Regions from separate parts of the Sus scrofa genome. Here region 2 is linked to region 1. The links are chromatin contacts, called in public HiChIP or PLAC-seq maps. All regions are on one chromosome and are shown on one strand. The core of a region is the stretch at or near the end of the contact, and the rest is flanking DNA. Distances in the headings are between cores, read along the strand shown. Region 1 holds the start of CXCL8 (C-X-C motif chemokine ligand 8). Region 2 holds the start of AMCF-II (alveolar macrophage-derived chemotactic factor-II).

Evidence for each region. HiChIP or PLAC-seq counts read pairs in DNA pulled down with a chosen protein or histone mark.
Region 2: an H3K27ac HiChIP or PLAC-seq map of alveolar macrophages shows a contact between it and region 1, with 3 times the contacts expected there. The contact joins the promoter of AMCF-II here to the promoter of CXCL8 in region 1. A contact is called at or near these places in 2 of 47 Hi-C or Micro-C datasets (embryonic fibroblasts and retroperitoneal adipose tissue) and 1 of 2 datasets of contacts at active chromatin or transcription factors (alveolar macrophages).

Annotation. Positions count from the first base shown.
Region 1 is chr8:69,930,010-69,936,179 of Sscrofa11.1, reverse strand. CXCL8 (C-X-C motif chemokine ligand 8) reads right to left here and starts at 3,534. Exons shown (of 4, transcript NM_213867.1): 1 at 3,388-3,534; 2 at 2,238-2,373; 3 at 1,866-1,949; 4 at 319-1,438. The coding sequence starts at 3,451. The coding sequence ends at 1,411. It overlaps LOC106504691 (a long non-coding RNA gene), which reads left to right and starts at 4,055. Exons shown (of 4, transcript XR_002346702.1): 1 at 4,055-4,524.
Region 2 is chr8:70,006,472-70,012,864 of Sscrofa11.1, reverse strand. It overlaps AMCF-II (alveolar macrophage-derived chemotactic factor-II), which reads right to left and starts at 4,640. Exons shown (of 4, transcript NM_213876.1): 1 at 4,492-4,640; 2 at 4,203-4,347; 3 at 3,982-4,065; 4 at 2,505-3,615. The coding sequence starts at 4,597. The coding sequence ends at 3,597.

The DNA.
Region 1 (6,170 bases), core at 2,285-4,784:
ATTTATGTTTTCTAAAGCAAAATAAGACCTTTTTTTCCTTTGCCTTTTTGACTTTTTAGGGCTGCACCCATGGCATAGGGAGGTTCCCAGGCTATGGGTGGACTCAGAGCTGTAGCCGCTGGCCTACACCACAGCTCACGGTAACGCTAGATTCTTAACCCACTGAGTGAGGCCAGGAATCAAACTGTCTTCCTCATGGATGTTAGCTAGGTTCATTAACTACTGAGCCATGACAGGAATTATAAAAATATGATTTTTTAATATAAATATATAAAACAATAAATCTTAAAACTGCAAAGAGAAAGACAAACTCCTGATGACTTTTATAATAAATTTTATTGTAAATGTTCTATAGTTACACTCACAATTTTGTAACATAAAAAATACTAAAAGAATCTCTTTGGAAATACATAAAAACAAATTAAGGTAAAAAAAAGTTGGTGTTAAAACATACAATAATTTAAATAAAATTATGAGAATCTAATTGTACAAAATAAAGAATAAATAATAAGAAATGACTTTATTGATATTGCCTGGTGAATTTTTGCTGTTTTGAAAAAACTAGTCCTAATTTAAAATTCACGTCATTCAATACAGCACTGCATAACAAAGCTTGCAGTCATAAAACAAGACTAGGAGTTTCAAAAGTAGGATAACTAGTTCAAATAAAATTTCAGATAAATAATAATGTACTTAACTGGGTATTCTGTTCGTTTAACAATTTGCCAAATCTGGCAACTCTGATCATAATACAATGACCTTGATAAAAATAGTTCCATAATACACCACTTAATATGTAAAATAAATAGAAATTCACTACTATCATGAGACTATCCTATCAACAATGCTTCTTTTCCATTTCTCCAAATTCATGCACAAACATTACTCTATTTGATACTAAAATAAATATATAAATAATAAATAAGTGAATAAATTACACTTGAAAATATTTTACATGACTGTCAATCAAAGTTAAAGTACATCCACATGTCCTCAAGGTAGGATGGGGGCTGAAGCTTTTTCTCCAGTTTGGGGATAAAGAAGAAACTGAGGTGCAGTTGAGCAGAGACTTGTGAATGCTGGCCAGCAGCCTAGGGTTGCAAGATTTAATAATATTAATAATTATAATAACAAAAAGCCAAAACAGGATTTCCAGCTAAATTTGAATTTACAGCAAACAACGAAGAATTTTTAAAATGTTAGTATAGAACAACGTGCATGGGACACTGGAAATAATTCATTGTTTTACTTAATATTCAAATATAACTGGGCATCCTGTGATTTCTCTGGCAACCCTATGTCTGACCAGCACAGGAATGAGGCATAGATGTAGATTTGATTGAAGTTGTGTTGGCATCTTTACTGAGAAATTCTTGGGAGCCACGGAGAATGGGTTTTTGCTTGTTGTTGTTACTGCTGTTGTTGTTGCTTCTCAGTTCTAAAAATAAATGAAATTTTTAAAAAAGTTAAAAACGAACGGTACTTAAATAAGGAGGAATGTACGCTCTTGAAAATATATCTAATATAGATATTAATAGGGTCTTAGATATTTATGTGTTAGAAATACCCTATATTTTCAACTATAAATAGAGAGGTTAAATAAGTTGTCATCTAAACACTTCTGAGATTGAGAGGGAGACATACTACTGATCCAGGGCAAGACGCTTGCCCATACTTTCTGGATGCATTACCTCCCAATTACAAGTACAAGAAGCTCACTGTTGCTGCTAATTTCTTTGTTTGTTTGTTTTTCATCAAAGAGGCAGATACTTAAAAGAGAAAATTTGCAGCAGCAGCTGGAAATTTATAAGCTAACTTTTACTGTATGTCACAAGATAAATAATCAAAATTTTTAAAAAACTTACCTCTTCAAAAATATCTGTACAACCTTCTGCACCCACTTTTCCTTGGGGTCCAGGCAGACCTCTTTTCCATTGACAAGCTTAACACTGAAATGAGAGAGATAACAGTTAAAATCAATATTTAAGGGTTTCCAACATCCTTTTGCCATTCAGGTCATGGTTCCTTAAGTACAGGCATAAAATCTAAGCCCAAGCCAATTTTTAGCTATGAGTCATGGAAGGGGCCATATTTAAATGCCATGCAGACAAAGAATTTTTCCTTTTTGTTTTGCTCACTATGAATTGATAGTTCTTAGAACTTTGTTGGTTTCTTCCACCTCCCCCAATTCTAGGTTTGCTAGAGTGAAATATCTAATCACTTTTGAAATTACTTACATGATTTCTGAATTTTCACAGTGGGGTCCACTCTCAATCACTCTCAGTTCCTTGATAAATTTGGGGTGGAAAGGTGTGGAATGCGTATTTATGCACTGGCATCGAAGTTCTGCACTTACTCTTGCCAGAACTGCAGCTGTGGGCAAAAAAAGGCAATTAAGGATTAATTTCATCAAGAGGCTTTATGCTCATTAATTCCAGTGTGGTCATTTGATGACTATGCATTTGGTAAAAATCACATCTTTAGCAAACTTAGTCCTGAAATTGATGGCTAGATAGTCTCCTAGCCCCTGATCTCAGTTTTCTCTTTGTTTTAAGAAGAGTCATTCTTGACAATCCTGAATGACATAAAGACTTTGAGTTGTCTTTAGGCAATGCTGACATCATCACAGTACTTTTTCCTCCTACTTGATATGGCATAATCTTCTGGGATACCACAGTGCTATTGATGTTAGGCAAGCTAAGATCCACCAATAAGGAAATACCTTCAGGAAGAATTAATAGAGAAAGATGGGAGTGGCACAGAGATTGTCCTATATCTTAACAAAATCCTTAATGCATAAAAGAATATATATATATATATATATATATATATACACATACACACACTGTTTAAATGAATACTGAAAGAAATACAGTATGATATGTAAAAATACATACAGTATATATATATATCATTAGATATATCATAATAATTTTAAACTATATTTCTTTCATCAGAGGGATCCCAATAGAGTTTATAATCTGTCAAGATATGTTTAAGCCAAAGAACCATTGATAGTTGTCTGAAGTTTGTCAATGAAATAGTAGATGGAGCCAAATTACCTGCGTTACCTTACTCAATAGTTAATTTAGGGACCTCTTATTGTGGCCTCCGATAAGATATACTCTAATGTTAAATATATTCATGCTATAGAGTATGAATGATAGGAATAGAACATGTATTATAAATCAACTTTATACTTTTCTAAATATCGTTCTGATGTCATCTAAAAATTTAACATTCAATTTTTATTTAAGGAAAGAAAACCATCCTTGGTTTTCTTTCCTTAAATAAAAAAGATGTTTATCAAGGCCTTTGCGATCATCTTGCTATCTGAGGACCACATTTAGACACAGGAACACTCTATACATCAGAAATATTGCTTACCCTCACAGAGAGCTGCAGAAAGCAGGAAAACTGCCAAGAAGGCAACAGCCAGTTTGGAAGTCATGTTGACACGAGCTGTTTTCTTTCTAGTCTCTTCCTGGCTCTGGTCCTAGGAGCTTGTGAGCTCTGCTGTCCCAGGGGACTTGTGCTGGATGGAGAGCTCCTGTGGCTTTTTATACCATCTCAAGAGTAGGGAACATGTGCGCCCTCATGCTTACATCATGTCAGAGGAAATTCCACACTACGCAACCATCCCCCCGCCCTTTGAGAGCAGACCTGAGTCATCTGACTCCTCTAATGATTGGTTTCTTATCATGTTTTCAGCAGCATTGAGCTTCTTACCTGATCTTTCAAAGAATTTAATTGTTTTGATTTTGTTAAAAAGCATGTCTCTTTTAACACGTTTTAAAATATTGTTTAAGATGCTTCAGTTTTTCCTAGTTTGAACCCTATTGTCAATTGCCATCTTTTGTATTTGTAAGTAGCTTTATCATGGTACTATCTGGCAGCTGTTAGAGGACTATCATTTGTGATTATTCTTTTATGGCACAATTACTTCTTTAGGTAAATTAGATGAGCTGTAATAGTAGAGAAGGTAATCTAGGTAATCACTTTTACTGGGGACATAATTTACCAGAAGTCCATTTCTAAGCATTTGGGAAAGTATCCAGGAGAGATTACTGCTCTCAAAGAGCATGTTAACAACTTTTCAAAAGATTCGGTTTTCTAATGTTTAACAGAGTGAAAGGGCACACCTTTCAGTTCAGTTCCACAAATACTTCTCAAGCAACTTCTGAGTAGTGTGGGAATCTAGAGATGGGTAAGACTATGCACTTGTTTTTAAGGAGGTTGATCTAATAGAAAATGAAAGCAGCATAAAGACCAGAATATATTACAGAACAAACAAGTGATACCAAGATATTGATTCCAACGAGAATATGAGGATAGAATAGTGCGTGAACATTTTGAGCAAGGTACGGAGGACTTTAACAGAAGAGGATGAAGAGAACAAGAATATTTAGGTGGGGACATGATTCAAAGATACTCAGGTGGTAAAATGAAGAATTGTTTATGCTCCAGGATGTGGTTCACTGAGGCTACTTGGTTGGAGGGGATGAGGCAGCACGTAATAGGAAGGTAAGCAGCGTGTGCTTAGTGGAAAGTGCATTTGGGTTTAAACCCTGATTCAGCCACCTAGTTTTTGTGTGGCTTTTAGGTTTCCTGAGTTCCAGTTTATATCTATAAAACGGGTTTAATAGCATCCACCTATCTCATAAAGTTAATCTACATAAATTTCTTAGATTAAATGTTAAACAGGTGAATTTCCATTTACTCTAAGAGCTATGGCTTGATTTCTCATTTTTGTCAGATGATTGACTTCAAAGCTACAAAAAAGGAGTTCCCATTGTGGCTCAGTGGTAATGAGGATGTGCGTTCGATCCCTGGCCTCACTCGGTGGGTGGGTTAAGGATCCAGCATTGTGTGAGCTGTGGTGTAGGTCACAGATGCAGCTCCAATTTGACCCCTAGCCTGGGAGCTTGCATATGCCACAGGTGCAGCCCTAAAAGGACAAAAGCAAACAAACAAAACAAAAAAAACTACAAAGATATTCCACCAACAATTATTTTCCTAAAAATCTTATTTGCCTTAGAGAATTCTTGACGAAAGATTGGTTTCTGAAATACCTAGTCGAGCCATTATTACAGCACATAATACAACAATATAATAAATAGAATAAGTAGAGTCATGAGTTGCTAAAATTTAAAACTCCGGATTAAAATGAGGTTGTATTAGAGTTCAAACTGCCCTTTCAGGTTGAAAATCTGTAGTAAAGAGAGTCTTAAAATCAATGGAATTTCACAATGCTTGAGGAAATAATTAGTTTAAATACCAGTATAGGATTTAAATTAAATTATTTGACATAGGCAAAAAGACAAAAAAGAAGATAAACAGCATTAAAAAATTATTTGACAAAAAATATTGAAAATTAAACCAGGAGTTATGATGTTCCAGAATATGAATATTTATGGTTTGGGGGGAAAACTTCCTTTGCTGAAAGACTTGTTTGGTGACCCCAGCTAACTTCTTAAATATCACTTTAATTTACTGGATGTCAGGGACTGTTGTGTGTACGTTTATTAATCCTCACGACAATAGAATAAGTAGTGAAGTCCTCATCTTACAGGTGAGGAATCTCAATCATGTCTCCAAGTTCATATATCTAACCAGTGGTGGAGCTGTTGTTTCCAAAACTTACTAGTTTTAGTCTTGGTCTAAAAGCACATTCACAAAGGCGAGTTGAAAGGACTTTTCTTCAGAACACTAGGACACAGAGCTGTCTTTGTATGATTTAATGAAGTTTCTGACTTCATCTTCTTGAGTCCTCAGAGATTAGTCAGGACTTCCTTGAGAAAGAGACACTAAGGAAGGGAGCTTACAAATAGTAAAATCTGGACACCTCTGGGCAAGTACATAATTTAGAAAGAATTCCACTTGATTCAGCTTCTTTCCCAGGGAGCTTGAGGAAGCACTGAGCTTGTGCACATAATCGTGTGAGGAAGGGCAATGCCAAGTTTAAGTATTTTCCAAAGAGGTTATTTGGTTTCTGAACAGCCATGTTTCTTTTTCTTCCTCCAACCAATATAAGACTTGAAGACAAAATAGTACCTTACATCAACCTCTGTAGCAAAGTAAGCATTTATCACATGTAATGCAGTTCTTACTGTTTTTAAATCTCTACTGTTTTTGGTAGATCTTGGTGGTTCACTTGTTTATTTAATATA
Region 2 (6,393 bases), core at 3,391-5,890, 76 kb before region 1:
ACGTACATTGGATTAATTTTCCCCAAAACATAAGTCTTTGAGTTTGTCAGTGGCAGAATTAATAGAAACAGGAGAATTGGTGAGTAGTAGCTGTCACTGAGGTTCTTGAATAGGTTATACTTCAGTAGTATACTGTGCTCTAATTTATGTATAGAAGAACCAGTTATGGCATATGCATGACAAATACAATTTCAAGGATATTACAATGAGGTCTTACTCTGTGTCTGTAAACAAACTAAACGTATAAATCTTGTTTCTGGGAAAAACAAAGATCCTGAATTATGACAAAGAAAAAAGTAATCAGTGATGTTTATTTCTTCACAAAACTTGGGCTCTCTCCATCTAAAAGGCATTTAATGTACTTTAATTTATTATTATCAGACTCTTACTCAATGAGTATTTGGGGAACTCATATATAATAAATCAGGGATTGTTTAAAACACTGAAACACATAATTAAAACATTTGTAGTGATTTGGTTGGCTTTTTTAGTGTTTCCTTATGGCTAGTGTGTAAGTAATAGGTTCAAAGGGGGAAAAATGCTATTTGAGAGAGCAAAAAAAATACCATGAAAGTTTAATTTTTTTTTATTTTGAGGTATTTTGTGGGTTTTTTACATTGCTAAAAAAATTATCAATAAACCCATCTCTTGGAACCTATTCTAGATTTTTCTGTAACTTCGTATCTATCTGTCTCACATACACACTCTATTATATATACACATATTAATATATAATAGAATGTTTTTAATGCAATATTGTACATATATGGAGAGAGATGAAAAGATATAGAATAGCTTAGGTTAGATATAGATGTGTTAATAGGTTAGCATAAACTAACATATAACCTATGTTAATATCAGCATATATAATACATTAATCCAGTTGGGAAATGTATGTATATGTACTAATTGCATTAGCATCTTTCCTTTTTTTTCCCTTACTTTTCCTAGAATGAGCTATTTACATGAAATTGCTATATTAATACCGGAGAGACAGTGGGACTTGTTTAAATCACTCATCTGTTTAAGCACCTACTAGGTTCTAGGCACTGTTCTAGGAACTGAGATGAGCATGATAGACACATCCCTGCCCTCCCAGAGTTTACAGTGAAGATGAAATACACACAAAATAAATGGCCACATGTACGTAGTCGCTGTAGGCTCTACAGTCATGTTGTTGACAAAATGTCATAAAGGAAAAGAACAAAGTTCTATGACAGGATATAAAAGGAGCTTTCACCTAGGTGGGGAAGGGGTCAGAGAGGCCATAAGTGACAGGTAAACTGGCCTCGAACAAAGGATAGGAATTAGCCAGGTGGAAGTGAGGGGTTGATGTTATAGGTTGAGAGGACTGCACATTCCTCAAACTCTTGTTGGATTCCTTGTAGACAAGAAGAAGAAAAGAGGGTAAAGGAATTCCAATTTATTCAGCACCTTCCATGGGCCAGGTGATTGATTTTAGTATACTCTCTGACAACCTGAGGTTCAGAATAATTTATTAATTCATTAAAATCAATCTGTATCAGTACTGTGGATGCAAAGATGGATGAAATATGGTGGATACTCTGGGAGAACTCTTAGTAGAGTAGGGTAACAAATCCTACAAACAAATAAAAGCAATGTAATATTGGCTATTCACATAAATTCAAATATTTAGAAGATGCTAAGGAAACATGATAATGGAAACCATGAGTTGTGCTGGGAGGACCAAGGAAAACTTCATGAAGGAGCTAGTTTTTGAACTGGGCTCTGAAGGAAGAATAAGCTTCCTCCTATAGACATAAAAGTGGGAAAGCCCTTCCAGGAAGAGGCCCTACCCAATGCAAAGGCCTGGGCCTGGATAGAACACATCCTTTTAGGGAGCAAAATTCCTGACTGCAAAGATGCTAAGGAAAAATGAAGTTGAAGTTGTAATCAGGAGTCATGAGATGGAGCCTAATTTGTCATGGTTTGCAACTCTCAAGTCCTATCTAGTCCTATCTAGAGAGTCAGTAAAGGATTTAAGGTAAGGAAGTCTCACCAAATTGTGTTTTCTAAAAAACACAAAGTTGTTGGTGCCTTGGAGTAACTGGAAGAGGAGTGAGCTTGGAGAAAAGCTGAACTAATGCAAAAACATTGGAAATGTTCCCAGAGAGGGGCCCAGTTAATTTTTTTTTTTTTTTTGTCTTTTGTCTTTTTGTCTTTTGTTGTTGTTGTTGCTGTTGTTGCTATTTCTTGGGCGCTCCACGCATATGGAGTTCCAGCTAGGTGAATCGAGCTGTAGCCGCCACTACGCCAGAGCACAGCAACGCAGATCCGAGCCGCGTCTGCAACCACACCACAGCTCACGGCAACGCCAGATCGTTAACCCACTGAGCAGGCAGGACGAACCGCACCTCATGTTCTAGTCGATCGTTAACCATGCGCCACGACGGGAACTCCGGCCCAGTTAATTTTTACCATAATGTAAAATTAAAGATGAATGACATTTTTGTAATAGTATAAGATGGAAGAAAGAACATGAATACATTTTATAAGTCTTTTATTTTTTCCAAAGCACAGAAGTACTATCAACCAATGAGACATACATCAATAAAGTACAATTTTAACATAGTAAATGTGATGCATATGTAATTATTTGTAATGAAATAGTCAAAACTTTAAAAAGATACAGTATAAGCATCTATAAACCTTAGCAGAACTGTGCATATTTAAAAAAAAACTAAATGATGAGTTTATATTCAAAGAGCTCAAATATGTTTACAAAATTTTCAGAATATAGATCATTGTTAAGTTTGCCTTTACTCTTAAAAGACTAGTAATAAGGAATTTACCTAGTTCCTAGCTTTTTCATCAATCCCAAACATATACTTAGTGGCTAGAAAGATAATACTCCTAATAAAATAGTTAATAAATACCATATAAAATCAAAGTTTAATGAATAAGTCATGACATTATGCCATACAAAGAAGACATCAAATGTCTAAATTTATCAGAAAATAATATGTTGGTCCTTACAGAACTCATACATTTAGAAATTCTAAATAAGGAAATATATTCTACACAGATAGCTGTATAATACACCCAGTTTTTTAATGCAATATAATTTAAAGAGCTTCCCAGGGTCAAGGCTAAGGACAGTTCTCTTCTCCCCCACTCCCCCTGCCAAACAATACTAAAGCGGTTCCTATTTCATGACAGAGTGAGGGTATACAGCATTCTAATGAAATATCATTCACACATCAAATCTATGGCTTTTTCCATAGTACTATACAAAGTATATTCTAGAACTACAATAGTCACCTTGAAAGATTAACAACCCAGTGATTCTTGACTTACAGTTTAGTCAACTGCTAAATATTTCAGTAGCATAGCAGATGAAATAACAGCAAATAAGGAGCAGGAAAGGGTATGCTAACCACTTTGTAAATTGAGCAGAAAGCTGCAGGATCATAGTTTCCCTCCTCCCACCCCTCTCTCCTAGTGGGGAATTCACCTAGAAACCTAACTCAGAGAAAATCAGCCCTTGCTTTCTGTCTTCACTGGGTCCAGAGATCTCCAGAAAACTCTTCTGCTGAAGAACTGGGCGATTTTTTTCCAATGCATGATCCTTTCTCTTAATTTTTCTTTTTCCCACTGTTGAGAAAAGAATGATATCAATTAAACCCAATTGCCACACACCTGTCTACCCCAACCTGTTTCCAAAGCAGAGTTTAGAATCAATCAAATCAAAAGCAAAGGGTGGATTCCAGGACTATACAAACAAAAAACACATCTCAATAATGAGTTCTGTGTAATTTTCTAGGCAATCACACATGAGATTGGTGATAAGGATTTTCCCAGGACATTCTAGAACAATTTCCCACTCTTCTCCCGACCATCCTTTTTATACTAAGCATGTCCTAGAATGTGTAGCCAAATCCCACGCATAGAATAAAGACCATGTGAAATCCACACTCCAAGAGAGATTAAGAAAACCAAAAAGATCAAAGTGATAGGTACCTGTCCAACATTTTCTGGACGATTTTCTTGATCAGAGGAGCTTTTGGGTCCAGACAGACTTCCTTTCCATTCTTCAGGGTGGCTCTGCAGAAAGAAAAAAAAGATGCCTCTGTGAGCTGAAGGGGCTGAAGACCCAGGCTGGGGGCAGTGGGGAAGGGCGGGGGGGGGGTCTTTCCTTTTTGCCAAGGTCACAGTGCACAGAGCCGCGCACAAGGACTTACATCACTTCTGCCTTGGAGCACTGCGGTCCTGCGGGGATCACCTGCAGATCACTGATCATCTTGGGATGAATCCCGGGTGTGGTGGTTAAACACATGCAACGTAGCTCTCTCACTACAGCCGCCTCGGCCGCCTCGATAGGACTAGCTGGGGTAGAAAGAGGGACACTGTTATACGCAGGCTGCTTGGAAAAACTCTTCCCCAGCCAGCCCGCCTGGGACACTTCCCCGCTCCTGCCGAGAGCCGCCCGGAACCCTCCCGGGGTGCATCCCGCTGGCTGTGCGCTCTCACCGCTGGCAAGGGGCCCCGACGGCGTCAGGAGCAGCATCGCCAGCACTGCGCACAGCAAGCCGGAAGGGCTGGGAACGCGGGTAGCGCGACTGGTTAGGAGTCTCATAGTGGCGAAGAGAGCGCAGCGAGAGGAGTTCAGGAGGAGGGAGAAGGCGCGGAGATTTGAAGCTCCAGAGAGCGTGGACTTCGAGTCCTCAGCATCCCTTTTATCTGCACTCGCCCCTTCCTCGGGGCAGGAAACCCAACCTTTGGGATGCTTGGGAAATTCCCTGGACTGAGGGGGGCGGAGGAAGGGGGCTGGGTAGTAGGGATGGAGGTGGGTGGCTGGGAGGAGCTGAGCTGCTCGCACCCCTGACTCCGGGATGACCTTGCTTGCCGGCGCTGGAAGGAGTTCCTACTGGAGGTGAGGAACAGTCTAGCCAGCCCCGGCTGGTGAAAGCCAGCCTCTCCTGGGGGACAGTCTTCTTAGAAGTGCCTTTCATCTCTATGTAAAGAGGAAAACTGGAAATAAAGTAGCTGAGACGTTTGACTTTAGAAAAATTTCTAAATGTCCTTTGTAATTATTATTATTATCATTATTACTGTTTTCATTTATAATGATATTGTCATTATTAATCGGGAAATGTAAGCCATGATTAAAACTGCACTAAACTGAAAGACTTTCTGGCTCCTGCTTGCAGGCAGACCGTTCTAGTTTTCTTAATTATTTTATAATTCTCTGAACTTCAGCCAGTCTTAGAAGCTAAGAGAACATGAGTGTTTCTACTCTCACTTGAAGTCAATGGCAGGAACAGGGCTACAAAATCAAGTCTCTTGCTGGAAATCTTATACTTAGTTTTGCAAATATGTGTGTCAAGGTGGTTTAAGGAAAACAAAAATCATGCAGCCGCAGATTGCCGTGGGAAAGGATGCCTTACTTTCTGCAGTTCAGTGCACCATGGAATCTGAACAGGTATGGTCTTGGCTGGGGTGGGATAGGGTGGGGTGAGTACCCCCTGAAGCAGTGCAGAAGAGCCTAGCCTGTCTTAGCTATGGCTCCAGACTCTAGCCAGGTGTGTAATTGACTTACTTTGGAGACGCTGTGGAGTGTGATGAGTTTGAGGGGCTCATATGGAACTTTGGGTCTAGGAACTTGAATCAATTTGGCACCAAAACAGCATCCACTCTGACTTCACTCAAACAACCTCATAAGAGGGAAGGGTGACTCACACACAAGCTTCTGGAACCATCCAGCTTCATGATCAGCAGTGTGACCAAGCCTGTTTCCACAGTCCTGCTCTAGTCCAAGTGAATTCAGAGCTGACCCCTGAAGCTGAGGGGTGAGGTAGCTTCCAGCTTCCTCGATCTCTCTCTTCTCTGTGGAATTAGTTAGAACTCTGAAGTTTTAATGGCTAGATCTTCCATGTATCTGGTTTCATGACTAGCATGAGTATGATATTGGTATTTCATGTAGGCTTTCTTTCATGGAAATCTAACTAGATCTGATTCTGGACCTTTCTCAAGACTCTTGTGTTCAACAGTAGGCCAGCCAAAGCAATGGGTAAACATGGCAATCAGAAACTAGTCATGAAGCAAAATTCTTTTCCTTATCCCCTCTGACCCTGGGAGATTTTCTTAACTCCTCCATACATCTTCCTTGTCAGGAGAGCACCTCCACTGGTGAGCAAGGAGGAGGTGTCCTACACCTTTAGACCTTGTCATCTGGAAGAAAACTTAAGAAATTCCCTAGTTGAGGAAGGCTGAGAAATTTGGCCTCACCATGTGGGAAGTTAAACAGGAAGTTGTCTCTGCTGTACAGCTTCCTAGTACCATCAGCATCACACCTGATAATGAATTCAATGCTTCATCCTTCTGGGGAGTGGTGATCTGAGGAAGCAGCCTTCAGGTTTACTATATTGTCTT